Regions from separate parts of the Anser cygnoides genome. Here region 1 is linked to region 2. Evidence: chromatin contacts called from public Hi-C data. All regions are on one chromosome and are shown on one strand. The core of a region is the stretch at or near the end of the contact, and the rest is flanking DNA. Distances in the headings are between cores, read along the strand shown.

Evidence for each region. Hi-C and Micro-C count contacts between places; a contact is called where the count stands out from the background.
Region 1: a Hi-C map of liver shows a contact between it and region 2, with 12 times the contacts expected there. The contact joins the promoter of ADAMTS13 here to the enhancer-like site in region 2. A contact is called at or near these places in 2 of 7 Hi-C or Micro-C datasets (both in liver).

What each region holds. Positions count from the first base shown.
Region 1 is chr20:4,459,937-4,466,462 of Taihu_goose_T2T_genome, forward strand. It overlaps ADAMTS13 (ADAM metallopeptidase with thrombospondin type 1 motif 13), which reads right to left and starts at 4,855. Exons shown (of 29, transcript XM_066980650.1): 1 at 4,199-4,855; 2 at 3,812-3,878; 3 at 2,704-2,984; 4 at 2,360-2,501; 5 at 1,849-1,988; 6 at 1,149-1,232; 7 at 939-1,063; 8 at 49-195. The coding sequence starts at 4,273. REXO4 (REX4 homolog, 3'-5' exonuclease) reads left to right here and starts at 5,002. Exons shown (of 8, transcript XM_013193976.3): 1 at 5,002-5,302; 2 at 5,576-6,030; 3 at 6,321-6,476. The coding sequence starts at 5,117.
Region 2 is chr20:4,202,074-4,207,787 of Taihu_goose_T2T_genome, forward strand. The region is part of intron 2 of VAV2 (vav guanine nucleotide exchange factor 2); the gene reads left to right. Among named protein-coding and RNA genes, the nearest start is that of VAV2, 36 kb to the left of the region's middle. Within about 2 kb of position 3,963, at least 1 of the 3 cell types and tissues checked has open chromatin away from gene starts, as enhancers often do. A contact at or near this core is called in liver, where this site is marked.

The DNA.
Region 1 (6,526 bases), core at 3,605-6,104, 260 kb after region 2:
GGGAGCGTTTTCCCCCATCTGTGCTGCTCCCTGACTTTCCTCACTGACCTGTGCCCAATCTCATGGGCTATGGTGACTCCCAGGTCAAAGCCGGTGTCCTGAGTAATAATGCAACTCCAGGAGGACGAGCAGACTCCCCCTAACTGAGTCACTCCACGTAGCTCCTTGTTCCCGTCAGGTAACTCCAGATCAAACCTAAAGTAAGGGAGAGGAAAGAGCAAAGAAACATTGCAACTAGCAAAGTCAGGACTAGATATTCATACAAATTTATTTGCACCTTCCTGATCTAACTTAGTCAGCTAGCTAACATTTCTTTTGTCATATGAAGGTCCGCAGGGCAAGATGGTAGTAGAAGGGTCCCACAAATCCCTATTGTTCGAAATTCTTGGTGATTCTACATTTAAAAAATCCTCACATCCCCAGACAAGCAGAACAGAACGAAACAACCTAACCTATTTGCCAAAGACAGAGCAGTATCATCCTCTTTTTGAAGAAAGAGCCCCAAACCAAAGCCATGACATTCAAGAAAAGCTTGCCTTCAGCACGTTTAGTCAAGGAAATTTAGAACAAGGAGTCTGAAAGTCAGACAAAATGTCTGATTCTGAGAAAATCCCTGTAGCACTAGAAAACTTCTGTAAACACCCGTGGCTTTTCCTTTCCAGCTATCGTTCAACATTTCTGCCCACAAAAAGCTGCAGTGGATTTGACTGTGCTGCACTGGAAGTACACAATGTTCACTGAGTCTGCCTGGTCCGTGTTTGGAAAATATTCCAGTTTGTTCCAGAAAATGGGGAAACAGCACCTCTGACAAACCACACCACGGGCAGGAGAATCAATCCATCTTCAAAGGTGCTGTGCAAACCAGTGTCACTGTGCTGGTAGCTGGACACCAACAGACTGATTTCCAGTCTCCTGCCAGGACAGGGGAGCTTCAGTACCTGGTCACATACAGCACAATGTCAGCGTGCCGGGGATCAGAGTCATTCTGGGGGTTGACCTTCTTGCTCCACTCGCAAACACTGATTAGTGAAGAGGTGATATTTGTTGTGATGTTTACATCCACCTGAAGTAAGATCATACATTTGCACATTTCATACAGCTTTTAGCAAAGCCCCAGACAACATCTGAACAGAGCCCTCCCTGCTTACCTCCGGTTCCCTCAAAACAAGCATTTGCATCAAATGAACCCTGAAATGACCACCCAGCGAAGCATCTCGCAGCAGCTCTGCCCCCTGTTAAGATACAGAAAAGATTCAGTAAAGAAGTCATCTCGGTGACTTCCAGTATCTATTCCAAATTACAGGGGTGCACTCATTACAAAGCTAACACACCTGGTAACTATAAGGGCAAATATAAATTCACCAGGAAGTACAATCAAGTAAGCAACATAAATGTAAAAAAAAAATAAATCTGTCAATTGATGATAACTTGTTAGACTCATCAGCTACTCTGAAACAGAGAGAAAAATCTGCACAGAAAACAAATTTCATAGGGTAGGAGAGTAAATTCAATGGATCTGGCTTAACCTCACTGAAATCGAGAGGGACTGAATCAAGTCTCTGGTGATAAAACTCTTGCTACTGTATCTTATATTATCTGTGTAATTAGATTAGTAACGAAATGAAGAGCTTTTAACATTCACTTTTCCTTTTGCAGCTCTTTCAACAAGGGTAAGCTTGATGTGCAGTCCCAATGAAACACAAACGAACACCCTGCATGTAAGCAGTGCTCTGTAATAGGAGCAGGTAACCACAGACACCTCTGGGAAGTGCATCCACAGAGCTAAATCTACCTGCAACACTGTGAGCTCTTACACTGGAACAGCAGTCCAAACAGAAAACTACTCACAATGTTCAGGTTTGCAAGAATATATCGCTCCGTGTCCTCTTTGTGGTGCAAGTAAACGTCGGGACCTGCTACGACCATCAGCTCCAGATGTTTGACAGCTCCCTCAGCCCTCTTCTGCAGGCGAGAAGGAAACTGCCCTGCTGAACAGCAAAAAGGGACGCAGGGAGTTTAAAATGCAAGACAGCATACAAGATCCTGCAGATTCACTCCCTCTTCCTGAAAGACTAAAGTACTGATAGACGACTACTTTCACAGTCACTTGCCCAAGTTTCACACTTTTGTTGGTTTTCTTCACCTGTCTGCACCCTTGGTAACATATTTATATTATCCAAATAACAAGTACCTAAATGAAAAACATTGTTTACACCTCAATGAGGTGAGAGCCATTTATCAAGTATAATCATATACTTGCAGATACAAATCTTTCTCCTCAGCTCATTCAAGCAGCCCCACTACCAGAAGACAGTTTTTCAGAGCAGAACAACCAGGGCTTCCTTTCCAAATATGTTACCTCTTGCTGTACTTGATCCTACTCTGGCACTTCTGAAGAGAATGTGGGGACTGGAGAAGCCAAGATCCTTCAGCAGGGCCATATCTTTGTTTCTGACAGGCCTGATATGAATCTTTTCTTCATCTGTAATGACGACTCCTTGCTAAAGGAAATGAAATTCCATCTCTGAGTTATTCCAGACATTTACTACAATGGAGAACTCTTATCATGTCCTTCCTGCTTCTCATTTGTAATGCTCAGATTTATTAAATGGATGGTTCACACATGTGTGGGGCATCAAGCTGCAAACCTGCAAAGGCTGTAAATACTTGTAAGAAAAGCTGACAAGTTCAGTGCATACTCACCAGCTGCCCTTCACAGTAAGTGACTCTACACTCAGCCCCAGGAGGTAGTGATGGCTTTCCACCTGCAAAGCAGTTGCCTGAGAATTGCTTCAGTATGCTAAAAGAAGAGTTCACCATTTGATTGATCACAAAGGAAGAAGAAACGAGGGCATGGTCCTCTAGAAATTCAAAGGCATAGACTTCTCCCCAAGCTTTAATGGAGCAATGTTGAATTCGACATGTCAGCCCAATGTGCTCTTCTTTACAAGGGCAACTTGGCTGAGCAACCACAAACTCGGGTACTGAAAGAAACGAAACAAAACCAGAACAAGGGGAACGGTTATAAGAAATGATGATACATGGAAAACAAATATAATAATTTGTATCCTTGCAAAAAATTATTCTCCAACTGACAACTGTGCCTTTTGAGGTCACTTTGCCAATAGTCAAAGAACTTCTGTGCGTTCAACTATTCCAAAGCAGGGTACTCTGACCGGGAACAGACAACAGCTCTGAAACTAGCTTCTGACTTATCTGTGCTTCTGCTCCCTTGTTAAGGAGAACGGCTCATTTGACAAAGGCTGAGACAGTTTTACTTCCTCAGATGTTAAGCATTACTGAGTGAGAATAATCATAACCCAAACAGAGACACTGGAAAGTGCGCTAGATGAACTCACAAGTCAACAACATCCTTGCTTCAAGAATTTGGGAGTTCAAAATGTATCTTTATTCTGAACTACCACCAATCCAGACCTAGAGTGCTAGTCTCTCCATCTGTTTATTTAAAAAAAATAACAAGTGCATTTAAAGCTATTCTTAGTTTATAGCTTCCCATTCAGATGACTTGGATGCGTTAATCTCGTAGAAATATATCAATACAGAGAACGAGGACTGTAGCAGAAATGCGTAAAAAGATTTATTGTATCTCCTTTAGGAGATTTTAAATACTGACCCAGTTCTTCAACACACTGAGACACAGATTACCTCACTGAGTAATGCAACTCAGAAATGCTAAATGCTTGTCAGAACAGAGTTAGTTAATAAGCGTTCTTAGCATTATCAAATGTACGGGATTAGAAATAAACTGACAAATGTGTTCCAACATCAAGAAGGAAGGAGCTCTGCATACCATCAGACACTGAGCTGGTTCCAAAATAAGAGAAAATATCTTCCGGATCCAAAGCTCTGAGAAATTTCTGCAAGAAGAAGAATGGCTTTACTTTATTTTTTTAAAGAAAAACAAATGGATACAAGACTATTATTTAACTGAACCTAACCTAGAAGGAACATCAGCAAACAATTCAACAAGTATCGATGCCAAGTTCTAATGGTTTTATTTTGCACTGAGCATATGCTGCACAATGGCCACCCAGAGGAAATAACTTTATCTTCTTGATTAGTGAGGTTTGATACATTTTGGCTTAGAACACATTGTGTTTTCTCTCCTTTTTTTTTTTTTTTTCCTAGAAATAAAAAAGGCTTCCTGGAAACTGCATTTTCTGGAGGTCAAACTTACCTCTTGGAGAATGGATGGCCAACAAAATCCCAGAGGGAACATCATGAGAGCTCGGATCATCAAGCTGATGATCATGCTGGAAGAATTGCAACCAGTGCTGCAGAGTAAACTCTGGCCCAAGGGTGATTAAAATGTTTAGCCCGAGGCATCACGTGGAACGGAAGTGAAGAATACACAGTTTAAACAAACAGGAGAGTTGATCTTCTGCAGAGAGGGACAGTCGAGGGGGAATTGAACTGCTGCAGGAGGTTTTACAGGAACAGCTGTAGGGGCAGAGCTTTTGCGCAACGTTTGCAGCTTTATTACAGCCAAAGAGCACAGCCATAAGAGGAGCTTTGGGCCAGTTTTAGCAGCCAAATAAACAAGGCACAATTTGCAGGGTGGGGGGGCGGAACTGGGCTCCAATTTGTTCAACCTGTGCATTGCTGCTCCCTGCACCTCGACCATGCTGGAGCCTCACAGGTGGACTTGGACAGACCGTGAGGCATGGCAAGACGCAGCACCTCGAAACCACGAGCCAGGCCCTGATGGCGGCCACACAGGGCACACACAGCAGGGTCTGCCACCCGCGTCTAAAGCAGGACCTCGGGTCAGCCCTCGGGGTGCCGCCAGCCCGCGGGACCTGCCCCCCAAGCACACAAACAATACCCTCGTGAAAGCCCCAGCTTTATTGAAACCCCAGCTTTATTGAAGCCCCAGCTTTATTCAAACCCCAGCCCCAGACTCCCCCCTCCTCAGGGCTCGCCCCACGGGCGGCTCAGCGCCGGCCGCTCCCGCAGCCGCCAGGGGCCGCCAGCGCAGGCCCGGCCCCGGCGCCCGGAACCGCAGCGCGGGGCTGCGTTCCCCGGCGGGCCGCTGCTGCGAGGCGCTGAGGAAACGGCGGCCGCGGCCCTTTCGATTCCCGTTCCCCGTCCCCACATGGCAAAACGGGGCCCCGCGGAGCCCGGGGCTGCGGGGCCGAGCCCCGGGGCCCGCGGGAAAGGCAAGAGGAAGAAATTCTGGCGGCGCCCCGCGGAGCCTGCCGCCCCGCAGGGCCCTAAGATGGCGACGGCCCTGCCCCGCAGCCCCCAGGAGTTCTCCGCCAACTGGAAGGCGCTGCAGGAGGTGAGGGCGAGCCGCCAGGCCAGGGATGCTGTCGTTTTCCTTGCTAGTACAGTTCCACACCGCGTATAGTAATTAAAAAACATGGTTTCGTGTTAAAATAACGCGCAGGGGTCTGGGAGATGCCGTTGCAGTAATGCCCCTTCAGCCAGATAAGAGAGCCCTGGTCAGCTTCACGCTGAGGTATTGTGTGGAGTACTCTAACAAATGACAGCAGGGTAGAATTGAAGGGAGATAATCTTTTTTTCTTTTTTTTTTTTCTTTTGGTCATTTTAGCTACTGAAACAAAAGGCAAATAACTCGGATGAGTCCCACTCTGCATGTCAAACACACACCAAAAAGAAGCATCCGCTCAAAGAGGGGACCAGCCAACAAGTTCCAGTTAGCAAAGGGAATGAGAACGTGGCAAAGCCCAAATCCGCAAACAAAAAGGAAGATGGTCCTGCTAAAGACGGTCCTCCTTTGGATAAGAAAAAATCCAAGGCGGTTGCAGCGGACAAGAATTTAAAGCCCAAATCCACAAATAAAACGGACAACAGTTCTGCGAAAGACAATCCTCCTTTGGCTAAGCCAAAATCCAAGAAGGTTGCAACGGACAAGAATTTAAACGGCACCAAAAGCAATGGAAAAAGCTGCAAGGAAAAAAGGAAGAATGGCAATATTGAAAAGGAGAAGGGTGATGTAAAACATAAGAAGAGGAAAGCTGAAGCTGTGGAGCAGCAGCCCAAAGAGTGAGTACTTCAGGCATCATGCATGTATTTGAATGTTTATTTTAGGAGGTGTATGTAAGGAGTACAGGGTATTACATTTGAAATAGCTGCACTCTTCCAGACTATATTTTGGGAGAAGTAAGATGAACAGTGCCCCTCCTCGGATAAGGCAACAAACTTGCATAGATGACAGTACTAGACTACTTTTCAGAGCTGATTTCTTGATTTAAAAATAAATCTGCTTTTCCTACACTATAAAGATGGAAAACCACTTTAAAACTATTTAATGTAATTAAATTTGTACTTACCAGGGCTGACATCTGGTTTGATGATGTTGATCCAAAAGATATTGAAGCAGCAATAGGACCTGAAGCAGCAGAAGTTGCTAGAAGAAAACTGGGACTTAAAACAGGCCGATCCGAACAGTCTGTGGAGCGGGTGCTGGTTAAAGAAAAATCTTCTGATGGGTGAGTGGCATTCCAGTGGGAAGCATGACAGCAGAAGCATCAAGATTTTT
Region 2 (5,714 bases), core at 2,713-5,212:
CTAGGGACGTGAAATGAGGGCCTGGTCTTGCAGGAGTGGGCGCTGCAGGGGTGCTGTGCCCACCTTTTGCTACTACAGCCTGGCTCCTGATGGAGAAAGAAAATTAAGTAAAAACACAGTGCTCACGTACGTCATGGTGTTGTGCAGTGCTTCATGCACATTTAATAGCAGTGATGATATAAAATGCAACTCTTATTGGACTTGCTAATTTATTAGCACTGACTATAACGAGATAAAATGCACATAAATATGGATTAAACTCTTTATCACTCTATTAGTCAGCATGATAGTAGCAAGGTTCATTAAAGGGAGTTACTCATTTTCAATAACTTGCAGTAATGTACGTTTTTTTTGGAGAAATATAGTTCAAATATTCATAAACCCGCGGAGCGTGCCATTTATTAGCCTCCTACTCCTCTCTGCTCTCCTGATGTATGTTTAATTGTCCTGACTTTTTCTTTTGAAGTTCCTGGACTGCCTGAAAAAAAGGTGTTTTTTTTTTTTTTTTTTTTTTTTGCAAGACAGGGGTCTTATGTCTCACTGCCCCCAGCAGCCCCGTTTTCAGAGCCTGCAAAATGTTTGAAGCTCCCTGCTGTTGGGACAGGGTACTGGGAGAGCGGCAAGGGGACTCAGCCCCAAGCCTCCAAAATGCCCTGCTGCCACTCAGAGAAACAAGATTTCTGCTTGACTTGAGTGTGGAGAGCGTTGTCAGGATTATTTAAGGGATTTTGAGACATTTCTGCTGAGTGCCAGCGGTGTTTTGTGTTGCTCAGACTCTTTGCTGAGAGTTCCCCTCCCTCCATCGCCTCCAAGTACACGTTAATACCCCCGTGGCAGTGTTTTACGGGGGGGGACTTTAAAACTGGGCACGCACTTTTAACGTAGCCTGAGCACATAACGGGGGGTGGGAAGGGGGAGATTTATGTGAAATAATATAGGTAGTTGAAAATTGCAAGGCTCTCAGATAAACGGCTGTGTTTCGGTGCCATAACAAACAACACGAGCTCAACGCCTGCCCTCCTGCAGCTAACCCGCTGGCGGTGGGAGCAGCTCTCCTTTTCCCTTTCTGGATTTTTTTTTTTTAGTACTTTATTTTTTATTTCTGCCTTCTCGTAGCCAAGAACAAACTGGAAGTCGTGCCTTTCTGCTGCATGGAGTGGCCGGGAGCAGAGCTGGGGGTGGCCGAGCTCGGCGCCCTGTCCCCTGCTGCTGCTGGCTGGGCTGCCCGCGTGCCTCGCGTCCTGGTGATTTGCAAATCCCCCAAGGAAACGGGCAGCAGCACAGCCCTCCCCTTGTTGTGGCCCTCTGTGCCAGTTATTCAGGCGGCTGCTACGTGGTGGCTGGACGTGTGTCAAGAAAAGGGATCCTATCGGAGGCGAAACTGCTTCCAATTGCCGTATAACTCACAAGATGCGTGTGCAGCGGGTGGGGAGGGAAGTGAGGAGCCTTCTCCAGAAGAAGGGCGTGTGTATTTTTTTTTTTTAATTCCCAAGGGAGTAGTAGAATAACTGCCTTGCAAAAAGATGTGTGTGTGTGTGACTGCATGCAAGAAACCAGGAACCCGCTTAACTCCTTGCCAGCCCGGTGCTTACAGTGACGTTGTCCCAGAGGAGCAGGAGCCGCGGCTGCGTCCCCAGCCTCTGCTCCCCTTCGTGTGCCTGTGCAGAGCAGCCAAGCTCTGGCTAGCTCCAGCAGGGCAACATTTTGCTTTAATTGCATCTGATTTTTCTATTTTGAAGCTGTTGCGCTTTTCAGAAGTGACCGAAGAGCTTTACCAACAAGCTGAAAATTCACGTGCGGCGTGGATGCTGCTCGGGGGGATTTTGCCCAGCCCCTTGGGGGCTGCAGGTCCTTGCTGCAGGGAGAAGCAGCCCTGGCAGAAGCAGGCAGCCTGCTGCGGCTCTCAGACTGATGATATCCCTGGCTGCTCGCAGGAGCTGCGGGTGGCATTTGGCCCTCCCGTGCAGGCTGGCACGCTGTTCAGCTGGGGTTATGCTGGCTGACTTTTGGCCACCCGTGTTCCAAGTAGCTGGAATCGTGCAGGATATCACCATGAACTCTACAAATGGCAAAAGCAGACTGGAAGAGGATGGTTTGGTTTTCTTCCCCCCCCTTTTTTTTTTTTTTGCAAGCTTGTGGGTCCATTTGGGTCGGGTGTTGCTTTTGTGTCAGGGCACCCAAGCTCGGGGCCAGCCGTGCCCAGGGCAATGCTGTCGGGGGGCACCCGGCTGCAGGATGCAGGGAGGGGGCGGCGGCAGGCTGGGTTAGCAGGTGCGGTGCGTCCCGCAGATGTTTTCAGCCAGAACGCTAAAAGCAAGCACAGGAAACCCTGATGCTGAACTTCTCTAAAGCACGGGGCAAATGAATTGCAGATTTCTGTGGCTAGCCAAGCGTGCAGCAGGCGGTGCTTTCTGCTGTGCCGTGCACCGGCCTGTTACGGCGCGGTGTTTGCTGTAGGAGATGCAGGGGGTGTTGCCACACATCGTGTATGTTTTTAGGGTCCAAATCCTGAAAACTTCCCCCTGGTCTCCTGTTAACATTGCCCTGAAGTAACTGGTGGATTAAAAATCTCCTAGCAGGCTGCCGCAGTTTGCAACCAAAAGGACCACGCTGGTTTACTTTGTGGTCTTCAGGGTCCAGTGACAGCACCGGGGCCTCAAATCATGCACATGCACCAAGCTGCTGGTAAAAGCAGTTGGTCTCCTACTGCACCCTAAAGTGAAACACCTGGGTGTCACCAGCCCAGGAAGCTGGGTGCTGAGCTGTGCCCTCTGCTGTCCCCTCCTGTCCCTGGCTGGGCCGGAGGAGAGGCTGCTTAAAAAGCAGAGCTTTTAGCTGCGAGGTGGCCGGCTATCTCTGCTTTCTCCTTCTCCTTTCTCCTTTTCCTCCCTCTCCTACTTGCAAATCAGCACTGTTTATAGATGCACAGCTCCGCCGTGGAACTGAAAGAGCCAGAAATGTTCATTCTGGGAAGCTTTGCTTTTCTTTTTTTTTCCTCCCCTCTTGGCTGCTTTCCCCAGTATTTTTCCAAGGGGTCACATTAAGGGGTATTATGTTTCAGATCAAACAAGCACGGACAGGATCTTTCCTAACTCCCATAGTCTGCATGGGAGAACGGTGCTGTTGGGCCTCAAACTGCAACCGAAGTGTTGTAATGTGCAGGGAGCCGGAGGTATCGATCAGGACGTGGGTAAACACGTATTCTTAATGTGTATGAAATTGATTTTCTTGCACTTCCGTGATCTGGCTGAGCTCTTCTTGTAGTCATATTAGACAAGATCGGGGGGTGGGGAACCTGAGAGCAGTAAAACATTCACTGGTCTGTGCCTCTAAAAAGGGGAAGGGGTGCAGTCCGTCTCTCTTCTGTGACCCTACAGCTTTTGTCTGTTGGTTGAAAAATGCCTGGCTGCTTTTGGACCCCACAAGATGTTGTTTTTTTTTTTTTTTATTACATTATCAGGCGTTTGTGACTTAATGATTTGGTCATGGTCACCACGACTGAAAGGTGTCAACAGGCAGAGTCAGTCCTTCGGTGCCTCAGCGCTCCGTTAGTGCATCTGGCATCACTTGAGCTCAACCGTTCAGCATGCTTGTGCTTTGGGAAAGGAAGGAAACACATCCCGTGTAATGTCATTTAAAGCAATCTCGGAATAAAAGGAGGTTTTTATTCTGTAACGAGCCAGGGATCTTCTGTTTCTTCATTAAAATCTTCCCCAGATTTCCTAGCCTGTCGAAGTTACAGCGTCTGATAATGAAACTGTCTCAAGGCCAAATGCTTCGGTTATGAAGAATAATTAACATTTCTTGAAACAGATTAACGTGTGGGTGTAACCATGTTTTAGCAGAATGTGCAAAAAGCGAAACTCTCAGCCTGAAAGCACTGCCATGACCGAACTTCTCAAACCCCAGTGCTCAGGGTAATTCTGCTCAGCATCTACCCTGTGAAGCAGATTAAAGGAAAAGGGGAGAAAAAAGCCTCTGCAGCAAACCGATTCCTCCTGGGGCAAAGAAGAGCGGGTACAAGTTAGCGTATCAAAGCATCGTGCCCCAAAACAGGCACCCTGATGCTGGGATGGAGCCGGGGAGCCTGGTGCCCATTCCCCAGCCCATCCTGGGAGAAGGGGACAGGGCTGGGGCGCACGGGGGGACCCGATTTGGCCCGGTCAGCCTCCTCCTGCATTGACACTTTGCATTCGGGCAGTCACGTATCGAAGCGAAATGTTAATGTTTCACGGCAAATAAACATTGCTCAAAGTGGGGGCAGAAAAATGGTGTGTTGAAACCTCGGCTCCTCAGCAGAGCGTGGTTTCGGTGAGGTTTGCTATTAACACCCAGGTCTCCTGCCATCTCCTGATTTAAGGGGCTTTACGGTGCTGAGGCCGTGACTTGGGGGTGCTGCTGCTGGCAGGAGCAGCTCCGTGCACGAGGGCTGCCCTCGTGCCACAGCTCGCTGGTGATGAGGTTTCTCCTTTCCATCCCCGCCTTGTTCAAGAGAATTTAAAAAAAAAAAAAAAAAAAGGCATCTCAGACTGTTTTGTTCCACTCTTTCAAAATGGGCTGCTTGTTTGTTCTTGGAGCGCTTCCAGACTTTTTTTTTTTCCCTTTTCCTTCAGAAATGAGTTATTTCTTCAAAACCGCCCTGTACTTTCAGGATTCCTCCGGGTGATTCCCCTGCCCGCTCCAGCTGGGTGTGCAGGGCTGGGGGGGCTGGAGAGCTTGGTATGATGGTTGTTCCAGACTCGCATGGGCTGCACGGGGTGCATCGGGGCAGTGACACGGGATCAGGTGGCTTGGATCTGCAGTGCTGGCGGGGAACAGTTTCCTTTGGATGGGTTTTAAATAGCTTCCCTGAGCATCGCAGGTGAAGCCAGGATCACGGAGACGTGTGAAAGCCACCTGCATGGGCTGTGTGATGTTCCTAACTATCGTTTCCCTGCTGGGAAAGCTGGTGCGTTCTTCCTGGGGACAAGTGCCTCTGCGTTTCCCAGCCCTTCCCGACTTTGCCAGGTTTTGAGCTAGGCAAGGAAGAGGCAGGGAGGCACGGTGCCTGCCACCAGTGTCGATGTGCAGTTTTTTGCTGTACCTGCAGCCGGACGGCAGCGCTTGCCAGCCCTCGATGCTTTGCAGATTGAGTTAATGAGCCTCAGATGGTGATGCCGCAGCTCACTCATTTATACTCTCAGTCTTAATGGCGTGTGTGTAAGTGAGGCGTTCTCCTCTTCAACATCGTTTTCTTCCTACTAATTACATATTAAAGCATAATCGCGGTAGCAAGAAAGCAGCCTTAATGCACCCTGGGTAAAGCTAACGATGTGGGCACACTCTATTTAGGGGCGTTTGTCAAAGTTCCCTATCCCAAGCCTGTTGTTAGTAACTTCAGGAATTTCTGAGCCAGCATGGACTTGGTAAATGTTTGCAGTCATTCCTCCTAATGAATAAGGCTTGTGTGGGAGAGGCTGATGGAGCTGCGGTGGAGATTTTTCCCTGGCTAACAGATGGTGGGGATTTCACAGCCTGTTACTGAAGTTTTGAAAAAGGTGGTTCAGGGGAAGGAGCTAAATGCAAATGGGCTGTGGAAGTAAGGCAGATCGGAGCCAGCACTGTGTATGTTCTTCTGGGACTTTGGGAGTGGTGCTTCCCTCCCTAATCCTAGGGCAAGGCTTCATCTTGGTGCCTCACTGCTGACACTGCTGCTGGTGTCCAGCACCTTCTCT